2 separate regions of the Sus scrofa genome follow, and region 2 is linked to region 1. The links are chromatin contacts, called in public HiChIP or PLAC-seq maps. All regions are on one chromosome and are shown on one strand. Each heading gives the region's core, a stretch centred on a gene start, on an enhancer-like site or on the middle of the called end of the contact. The rest is flanking DNA. Distances are from core to core; before and after follow the strand shown.

Region 1 (5,353 bases), core at 1,145-3,644:
AAGTCTGACTAATGGTCACATCGGCCTTCCTTCAACAATTAACAAAAGGGAAAAACATTCTGAAGAAAAGAAAGGCAGAGAATAGATAATGTTGCTATTCCCCAAATGCTGTCTACATCTCACTGTCACTTATCATCACACACAAGGAACATAAGCCACACTGGAGAATGTATGTTTATTGCCTGACTTGCCCTTTTAAAACCTTAAGCAGGGTTTAAAAGCAGTTCAGTCATCGCAAATCACAAACACACCTTTCTCACACTGTCACTAAAATCTTTCTCTGCCTCTGTAAATTCAGTTACTAAGTTGAATTTTTCCACTCTGCTTGGGATTGGAAAACTCATTCTGGAAAGTGACAGATTATAAATATTTTAGTCTCTGTCACAAATACCCAAATCAGCCATTGTATAAAGCAGCCAAGACAACACATAAGTGAATGAGCATGGCTGTGTTCCATAAAGGCTGTATATCTGGACACTGAGATGTTAATTTCATTTAGTTCAATTTTCACATCACAAAATATTATTTTTCCTTTGATTTTTTTCCCACTATCAAAAAAAAAGTGAAAACCACTATTAATGTATAGACTCTTTAAAAATAGGCAACCAGCTGGATTTGGCCCATAAGCCTTAGTTTGCAGAGCTTAGGCACAGAGCATGGATTCCTCCTCTACTCTGTGTTATCTCAGCACTGGGAAGAAGCATGCTTGGTTTCGCTATGCTTATTTCTTTTCTGAGAGAGAATGTTAATTCAATGTAATTGACTATTAATAGTCACATCTTCTTTATTTGCATTCTCTTTTGTGATAAAGGTCACACACAGTGTTGAATCAGGCAAATACCAATTATAGATGTTTTTTTCTGGGCTTTGTTTTATTCTTCTCTTCTATTTCTTGATTTCTTAAGTCAAAATAGAACAAGTAAAGATGAAGGAAACCACAAAGAAATTTGACAGAGAAAGGAGTAGACTAAAGGGGTTTCCTAACCATGTGGGTTTCATGACTGGATTCTACAATACTTTAGCCAAGGACCTGCTTGAGCAAAGATGTGAACAATAAGCCTGTCCTGGATCTGTCCCTTGAAAATGTTTTTTCATCCTAGAATTTGTCACTTTGTCCCCAACATTATAATTGTTCTTGGCAAACAAGTTTTATTTGGATTATTAAATTGGGCTTCCTAATCTCTCAGAATAAAATATCTGATTGAAAGGACACAAAGAAACAATATGTATAACATCTTGCTTTTTTTTAAGGTTTTAATTCAAGCCACACAATATACTCATCAAAAAGTAGGTGCACTGTGTTGTTCCAGTTGTGGCTCAGCGGTTAGCGAACCCAACTGGCATCCATGAGGATGCAGGTTCAATCCCTGGCCTTGTTCAGTGGGTTAAGGATTTGGCGTTGCAGTGACTTGTGGTTTAGGTTGCAGATACAGCTTGGATCCCAAATTGCTGTGCCTGTGGCATAGCCCGGCAGCTGTAGTTCTGATTTGACCCCTAGCCTGGGAACCTCCATATGCCACAGGTGCGGCCCTAAAAGGTAAAAAGACAAAAAAAAAAAAAAAAAAAAAAGGTAGGTGCATTGAAACCATGTCCTGTTTGATATGGGTGCAGAATGACTGGAAGGGAGGTAGTTGCCCGTGATTCATTGGAACATGGCAGAACATTCCAAATATGCTTTCACGGGAGTGAGCTAATTCTGGGTCTGTTTCCTATTTGCTTGTTTTAGATGAAATAGAAATTGTGCTCATTGAGTGTACAGGTGACATCAGTCAAGATGTAGGCAGAAAGGCGTTACATTTTATATGATTATGATGAATTGGCAAGTTTTCCACAGAAAATCAATCTACACAATTGGGTATAAGAACCATCCACTGGGTGAAAATGCCAGATGGGGGGACAGATTGTGTGAGAAGGTGGCAGGAAAGGACCTCACTGCACAGAACATTATTTCTAATAGAACACAAATATGAACACGACTCCCTTAAAGCGGTGTTTGAAAAATCAGGCTCAAAGCAGTATGTGGGAGCAGAAATACAGCACACAGACCTGCAAGGAATTTCACTCATCCTTACTGATTCATGAGTCATTCCTTCAGCAGGAAACAGCCTCGGGATCCATAGTTGAAGAAAGTTAGAGAAGTTTTGGAGAAGATTGAGAACACAAAAGTAAATTATGAAGAAAATAAACTCTACAAAGAAAGGTTAAGCATCTATTGTTTAGTCTGAAGTAAAAAAAGGAATAAGATATTTGTAATTATTAAGTGGGAGATCTAACACAAAGCTTGATTATTCGCTATTCTCCATTGCCTGTGTGGGCAGAATAAGAGAAGCTAGGCATTGACCGTGACCCAGGAAGTGGGTGGAATGTGAGTCTTGTGAGACACATGGACAGTTGTGCAATAGAGAATCTGCTTTCAGGAAGTCTCGACACAGGCTGGTATCTGGTTGGCTGAGTTAGTTTTGTAAGTGTCTAAAGGAGGAGGCAGGCTCTCTACCTTCCAACCAGATGAGGTAAGAAAAGTGAGAAGCTGAGAGTGTGAGCTTACCAGAATTTCCTAAAAGCAAATGAAAATAGGTTGTCCTTTATTCTTCTTTTGCTTCTTCATATCTCCTTCTTCTAAAGAAAACCTAAAAAGTACAACTTCTCCTACATCAGAACTTGTCTAACAAACAATAGAATCCAACCTCCTTGGACCGTCTAAGGCTCAGAACCAAACACTGAGAGATTAGCTCCTAGAGTTTTTTTGAATCTTTTGTTTTGAAATTAGATCATGTGGCAAGAGAAATGTCTGTGATACTGCATGTCCTTCCCTATAAAAAGTTTTCCCTACAAATAGGGGCAATGTAATGCCTCCTCCTGGTCCTTATCCACTAAATAAATGATGATGTTGACAAACAGAGTAGTAAAAATACACAACTAGAAATTGCCAGTAAATAAGACCCACAAAGGTGTGGTGACTGCTGAGTAATATTTTCATTCTTGGGCCTTAAACACCTAATTAGATGCCTGGAAAAGAGAAGATTATGTGAAAACCCTCCTCTAAGGGGAAAGACCCTCTGGGCCAAAAATCAATAAGAGCATCTATCTAAGACCTCGAGTAAGGAATAACTTACTCCTCACAGACTCTTATCAGGCAGCACATGTGAGGGTGGTATGATGCAGAAGCAGCTGGGTAACCAGCACATGCCCATATCTGCTTCTGATCTGGTTAAAGATCATACAGTCCTAATTTTCCCACTAATAGGGTAATACAGAAATGGATTGTAGGAGTTCTTGTAGTGGCTCAGTGGTTAATGAATCCAACTAGGAGCCATGAAGTTGCGGGTTCGATCCCTGGACTTGCTCAGTGGCTTAAGGATCTGGTGTTGCCGTGAGCTGTGGTGTAGGTCGCAGACGTGGCTCAGATCCTGCATTGCTGTGGCTCTGGTGTAGGCGGGTGGCTACAGCTCTGATTAGACCCCCTAGCATGAAAACCTCATATGCCATGGAAGCAACCCTAGAAAAGGCAAAAAGACCAAAAAAAAAAAAAAAAAGGATTGTATGCAAAATAGTGATAATGATAGCAAGATATAAAGTTCAGGTGATATCTTAAAAAAATCTTGTACTATCAATGATATGCCCTGTTTTAAAAGTTCTATATATTTTAAGACTACACTGATTATATTTTTTCTCCTTTTCCCTCTGTACATTAACTGATCTATGTTGAAACAATAAATTCAATGAATTTTTTGGCACCTACTGTAGAACAGGCATACTTTCAGTTTATACTAAGGGAACAAACACGCTGATAGAAAATAAAGCATTTTGTAACTCAGCTTTATTTTCCCTCCATGAAAACTGGGTTGTGTTCAGTATGTGAATGGAATAAACAAGTCTAGGTGGTTGACGGGTGGAGGATGGCAGGATGGAGCCAAGTTCTTTTTTACTGGTCCAGGTCCACAGCAGAGGAGCTCTGAGCTATTGCTAAACTTTCACTTACACTCCAAATGCAGAGTTCACATGTCCTTCGTCCTATTCATAATTATCTATCACATATCTGCATTGAGTTCTAACCATTGAGGAGATGAACACAAACCCCAATTCATTTAATGAATAATTCACTTCTGAATGGTTTATGTGAACAACTCTGTAAGGATATAGTAATACCATTCAATACTGGTTTTATTTATAGATTTATATGTGAAGAAAAGTGACTCTGTGCAAGGCTGCCTTCTTGGCTGCACCGAACGCTGGTAGCCCCACCTTTGGAACCAGCAGCAGCAATGACTAAGCTGTCCTGAGTCAATGATCCCAATGACACACAATTCACTTCGTCTGTACCTTAAGGCTTGTGACAGTTGTTTCAACCCTCTCCTCAAATGATTTGAAAGTAGGAGAATTCCTAAAATAACAAGAAAAAGAGAGGTCAGCTCCAAAGACCTAGCTGTTTTAGCAACCATGCTGTCTGATTTCTGCTCTTACATGCAAATATCACCTCTGCCCCAGAGCTAGTTGTTGGTTTGCTACCTACACCAACCAGGTTTGAAATACATTTTGCTTCTGCTAGGTGGGATCCAGGAACCATAAGGTGACATGGAATTGTTCTAAGTAAAAGAGACATTCAACTAAAGAATAACTAACATAGCATTTGGCAATGATACAACTGTAAATTATCCTATGGTGTACCAGAAATCATTTCCAATGAGTTAAAGGAGGGATAGCTTAATTTTTCATTTACTAATGAACTGGTTCTATCACAACATTCCTTTTCCCAACTCAGTTGTTCTGTAGGCTATGGAAAATCTCACTTCTGAAGAATGTCATGTTCGAGTTTTCCCACTTGGAATTTTAAAAGTCATTTATTTTAGTGAATGTGAGACAAGACAGAAATAGCTCAAGGAAAAAAAAAGTTTATATGTTTTTAAACTTTAAAGTTTTAAAAGTATTCTGTCAATGTTCAGGAAGTAGTGTTTCTGAAAGACAATGTGTTCATTATTTTAAGTTGAAATATATTCATTACTTGTCTAATACTTGATCAAAATGGTATTATTAGCACATGTTATAGTTCCTTCCAAAGAAAATATACTCATTTGTTCTTACCAGACAGAACCTTTGCAGTCTATCAACATTTTATTTGTGACTCGTTCATTCACTGTGGTAAATAATCTACATATCATTTTGTTATATTAAGATTTAGATCCTTCATTTGGTGCTTTCTGGTTTCCCATACTGAATTTGGCCTCATGACATTATGATTTATTGACATCATTACCATTAAAAATGATATCAAGTCCAATGGAGGAAAAAGGAACTGAATTCAAAATGTATCTTAAAACTTGTGTGCATGTCACCTTTCAGCAACATGACTGCCATC
Region 2 (5,388 bases), core at 264-2,763, 300 kb after region 1:
GATCGATCTATCTACAGCATTTTATACATTTACACACACACACACACACGCACACACATATATGAGAGTGAGAATATTTGCCTACTGAAGCGGTGAACAACTCAGCAATTGTAAGGATATTTGAGTTAGAGAAATACCAAGAACACTTCAAGTAGGCAGGGATGGCTGAGCTCTTCAGGCCACTGCTTAAAGGATTTAAATGACACTGATGTGGAAGTATTAAATGTTTTAAGTTAGAGTAAAAAGTGAGAATGAGAGAGTGAATCATCTGCATAAGAAGGCAAATGATCTATCTAGTTCCATGAATTTTATTTATTTCTGTTTTGGTGTGGAAAAACATTTTGGCACATTTTGCTTAAACTAAATGCCCACGTCTGTGTTAACTGAAGACTTCCTACTTTCACAATGAATAAAAGCAAGGTGGGAATGAGAATGGAGAGAAAGTGTTTTTAACAATAAATTACCCTGGGCTTGATATAAAGCCTAAATCTTTTAAGGAGTGAAATTTATTTTAAGCAATGATAAGATGGAAATACCAGTGTATTACAATGGAAGTAGGGTGTTTGCCCAAAAGAACAGTATGAAACAAAATGCCATGAAACAAAAGCAACCAAGTTAAGAACCAAATTATAGAATAATGCTTGTCTCTCTTACAAAATTTTTTCTGATCCAATTTCATATGACAATATGTATTTTCTATTTTTGGCTGTTTGGGGAGAAGGGGTCTGGTCTTTTTTCTTCCTTGAAAGAACCTGACAGGAAATGATTCTTGCCACTAACTTGCCACTAAGTCGAAGGAGGCGTATTTACATAGTTCCTCGTGATGCGACCAGGAAATCCTGTTGTAGAAAAGAGTTGCAGAAAAAGGAAGAAAAAAAAAATGTAGCCTGCTTATGTTTTCTTAAACTTCCCCTGCACTGCCCCCGCCCCCAGAGCCATTTAAAATAAAGTCTCACTTAAAAAAAACCCCATAGATGTCAGCATCAAAGATCATACTTCTGGGTCGTCTGCTTGTCTCTTGTTGATGAAAACCTAAGGTAAAGACTTCAGGTGCATCTTCCCTCATTCCTAGGTCTGTCCTGTCTCCTCAGAGACAGTTGAATCACCATGTGCAGGAGAAGACATTCCAGCTTTGCAGGTTTCTAATCTCCTGTTTGACATGCCATCAGGTCTCCCGCTGACGTCTGTGAGCTGTGCCTCAAAGACAGAAAGGATCGGGCTCTGTGATCTCTCTTCTGAATGACAGCGACGCTGCCTGCCAGGAGGGGGCTGTCACTTCAGATTCCACAGCAACTTGAGCAGCTGCAGCTGCTGCCTGAGGGAAAACCAGATGCACCAATATTTTGAATGTGCTGTCAGGTTTGCTAGGAATGTACAGACTTGTTGCAGTTGTTTTGCAGGATTCTGGTATTTGAAATCTGTCACAAAGCCAATTCCAATTGAGGTAATAATATGATAACTCTGAGACTAGGCGCCATGTACTAAATTTTACTTGAGGGTTCACACGTTCTTACCGACAAGTTCTACGAACCCCATGTTATAAATAGGGAAAGTCCCCAGCACGTCTCAGGACACATCGTAAATCAGTTCTATAATTGGTAATGTGGTGTCATATCTATTCTCCAGGAACTTTCAACCATTCTTGTACTATGTATAATGTATTCTTTTATCCTGGAAAGGATGGGGGCCGTTTATTTCCACCTGGGAGTGAAGAATTATCAAGTTAAAATCAAGGGCTCTAAACAAATTTTATTTGGAATGAAGCATTATTATTGTAATTCAGAGACAGAATTTATATTTTATATATTCGTGTGTGATCATTATTGGATATTCAAATGGCACTCTTTCTCAAATTCCCATTCTTTGTCAAGAAGGCAGACTTTGTACTCTTCTGATCAGATTTTCTCTTTCTATAGCCGTTTTCCCCAATTTGCTCTTTTTGTCACTTTAGAAAGTGTGAGCATGCCAATTTAAGATTATCTCACAGAGTTCACAGTTTTAAAAGCCGTATTTCTTCCTTGATCTTCCTTGACTATCTTGATTCTCAACCTAAAATGAAAATTTGATCCTTTTGGAACTTAATTGAATGCTTTGATCATTAGGGATTTTCACTAGGCAAAAAGCACAAGCAGGAGAGGCTAACATCTTAATGTGATGAACTTCCACTGCAGAAGATTATACCTCTGAGGAAGAAGACATGCCCTATTGCACAAGCAGGGCTGTGGTTTGCCTTGTTTATTCTGTGTCTCTGGCATATAGAACAGTGCTTGGCATAAAGTAATGATGATATACTGTTTATTGAAGGAAAGCATGAATGAATGAATAAGCAATTGAATAAATCAAAGACTCTCAGGAGGAGCCTTTGATGTTGTTATGGGGAGAAAAAAGGAAGAAGACTGCAAAAACTCTTCTAACATTTCTTCTCCTTGCCTTTAATAACATAAATGTATATTGGATGCAGTAGAGGGGCTAAGAGAAGGTCTCTGCCCTCAAGCCATCTTCATAGCAGCTACTGATTCCAGTGGCAGCTTTCAGGTCCTCAGTCCTTCTAATGTCCAAGATATACACTGTAACCAAGTAAATGTTCCTGTATGCTGTTCCCAAGATTTAGAAAACAGGAACTTTGTGGTTTGCATCATCATTTTTTTGAGGCTTCCTTCAGCTCTAATTCCTTCCACATATTTAGTGTTCTATTAGTATTATTGTTGAACTGAACTTTTAAATTTCAAAAGCATATCTTAAAGACAGTTTCATATTTCCAGATAATAAATAGCTTTTTCATTACTTTTTGCTAAATAGAGATGCTTAGAGCATTCCAAAAAGTTTCTTAATCACTGAACTTCTTTGGCATGGACATTCATCATGTTCCCCCCACTTGCATACTTACTTTGTCTCTCTACATACTTGCCTTGTGTCTTTTTCTGACTTTCAGTTTTCTCCTGTATAAATTGTGGATAATATTTACCTTTTGAAGAGTTAATAATATTCAAGACACCCCATATAAAAACACTGAAAATTTCTGCATATTTTAAGTATTCTTCTCAAAATTGCCAATTAGCAGCATCAGATAGGATTATTAATATGGTCCTTAGGTGACACAGACATTAGCAATGAATAATACCTTGACTATATTCTCAAGTAGCCACAGATCCAGCAGTTAAGTAAATGAATCATAATGCAACTGGATGATAATAAGTGAAAAAAGTACTTAGGAACATGGTGATTAACTTCATCATGGATACACCGGGAAGATTTTATATAGAGAATGGAATTTTGATTTCAGTCTTGATGAATGACTGTAAGTGTACCAAGCCAAGAGAATTAAGAGGGTCATTTTAGGCTGTAGATGTTCATAAAATAGAAGTTCAGAGGGACCAGAACCTTCAGTGCGGGTTCAGCCAGAGTGGAGGTGGGAGGGAGGTGGTGAAGAAGTAGGGAAAGTTTGTTGAGACAGATGTGAAGGAACTTGTAAGGGAAGCCAAGGAATTCGATTTAATTTTTTGTAATTAAATCGATGTTTTGGAAAATTAACTCAGAAGTAGTGTGAATGATAGCATAGTTAAAAAAGGTTAAAAGGATAGAGTCTAGAGCTAGACGGCTTGAGTTAAAATCTTGCCTCTGCTGTTTACTAGTTTATGACATTAGGGAAAGTCACTGCAACTCGATGCCTCAGCTTTCCTGGATGTAAAATGGGGATAGTGGAAATATATACTTCATAAGTGATTGGGAGGTCCAAGGGAGTTAACCTATGATTAGAATAGGGCCTGGCACAGAATAAATGTTGTAATCAAGTGCTGGTTAAGTACCATTATAGTACTATTTTAAGTACTATAAAATAGAAAGTGTGTATTATGGAGGCAAAATCCAGATGGGAGGTAGCTGAGGATCAGGTCCTAGATTTAGACAATCATTTCTGTGGATTGCCTAATGCAGAAGGAAATTTTCTCTAATCCAAAATAAAGAGAAATCCAAATAAAACAACAACGTTTCTTGAAACATAGGTGAGCTTGGAACCATCAGCGATTGGGAACAAATACACAAAGTCACAATGTAGTATGTAAACCAGATCTAGGTCCTATCGCTGGGGACTGGGCCCAGCAAAAGGTGAAGAAGCCAGGCTTCAAGACATATGCACACAGAGAGCTGAAATTAAGCTATCTATGTAAAGCTAGAACCATTGAAGAGTTGCTCAAGCTATGAAAAATGGAACCAGAGAACTGGCCTGAGGGATGTGACAAGAACATTTTTAGTCTATAGAGTTCCATAGATGGAAAAAGTGACATGTGCAGAACAAATAAGGATGTTCCTAATGAATATTACCTACAATGTATGGAGGTTTTAGATCAATAAAGTGAACGTAAAAGTGTTCATGAACAACCCCCCCATGTGCTATATAAGAAACACAGTTCAGATTCAATTCTGTAAGTAGTTTGAGAATAAAAATATAGAAATATACCATGCCAATATTAACTTTTTTAAAAGGGGGTTCTATTCATATCTATAAGGTACACTTAAGAGCAATAAAAATTGCTACAGAAAAGGAGGGACATTACATAATGATGAAAGGACAAACTCACCAAGAAGACATAACAAACCTAATTGGGTACATACCAAACAACATAAAGAAAAAAAATAGATAGAGCTGAAAAAGAAAGTAGGTGAATTCAAAATTATATTTATCTAGGATATATATGCTCTGAATAATACAATCAACAACAGATCTAACTGACATATACAGAGCATTTATCTCAACAACAGTAGAATTCACTTTTTTAAAAAAGCCTCCATGGAAGAGTAGCCAAGATAGACCATACTTTGGGCTATAACACAACAAATTGAAATCATTTAGAGTATATTTTCTGGCCATAATTAAATCAAACTAGAGATCAATGATAGAAACAATAGGAATATTTATTAAACATGTAAATTAAACAACACATTTCCAAAAATCCACGGGCCAAAGAGCAAGTCTAGATAAAGCAACAACCACAAAAATAACAGAATGAGAATGAAAATACAGTGTATCAAAAGTCTGTGTAGGAAGTCATTAAAGCATTAAAGCAGAGAGAGAAATCTGGAGCATTAAAGGCTTACATAAGGAATGAAGAAAGTTTTCAAATCAATACTTTATGTTTCTACATCAAGAAACTAGAAGAAGAAAAGCAAAATAAATCCAAAGCAGCAGAAGAAATAAGATAATACAGAGCAGAAATCAATAAAATTGAAAACAGGAAACAATAGAAAAAACTAATGAAACAAAAAGCTGGTTTTTTAAAAACAAAAACAAATTGATAAACATCTAGAAAGACTGATAAAAAGAAAGAATGTGGGAGTTGTCACTGTGGTGCAGTGGGTTAAGAATCCAACTGAAGGAGTTCCCGTCGTGGA

Evidence for each region. HiChIP or PLAC-seq counts read pairs in DNA pulled down with a chosen protein or histone mark.
Region 2: a contact with region 1 is called in an H3K27ac HiChIP or PLAC-seq map of alveolar macrophages. The contact joins two enhancer-like sites. A contact is called at or near these places in 1 of 47 Hi-C or Micro-C datasets (mesenchymal stem cells) and 1 of 2 datasets of contacts at active chromatin or transcription factors (alveolar macrophages).

What each region holds. Positions count from the first base shown.
Region 1 is chr1:37,668,892-37,674,244 of Sscrofa11.1, forward strand. TPD52L1 (tumor protein D53) reads right to left here. Exons shown (of 8, transcript XM_021088718.1): 6 at 4,321-4,381; 7 at 2,546-2,627. The coding sequence ends at 2,583. Among named protein-coding and RNA genes, the nearest start is that of HDDC2, 31 kb to the left of the region's middle. Within about 2 kb of position 2,395, at least 6 of the 83 cell types and tissues checked have an H3K27ac peak or open chromatin away from gene starts, as enhancers often do. A contact at or near this core is called in alveolar macrophages, where this site is marked.
Region 2 is chr1:37,968,093-37,973,480 of Sscrofa11.1, forward strand. No RefSeq gene overlaps it. Among named protein-coding and RNA genes, the nearest start is that of RNF217, 59 kb to the left of the region's middle. Within about 2 kb of position 1,514, at least 24 of the 83 cell types and tissues checked have an H3K27ac peak or open chromatin away from gene starts, as enhancers often do. A contact at or near this core is called in alveolar macrophages, where this site is marked.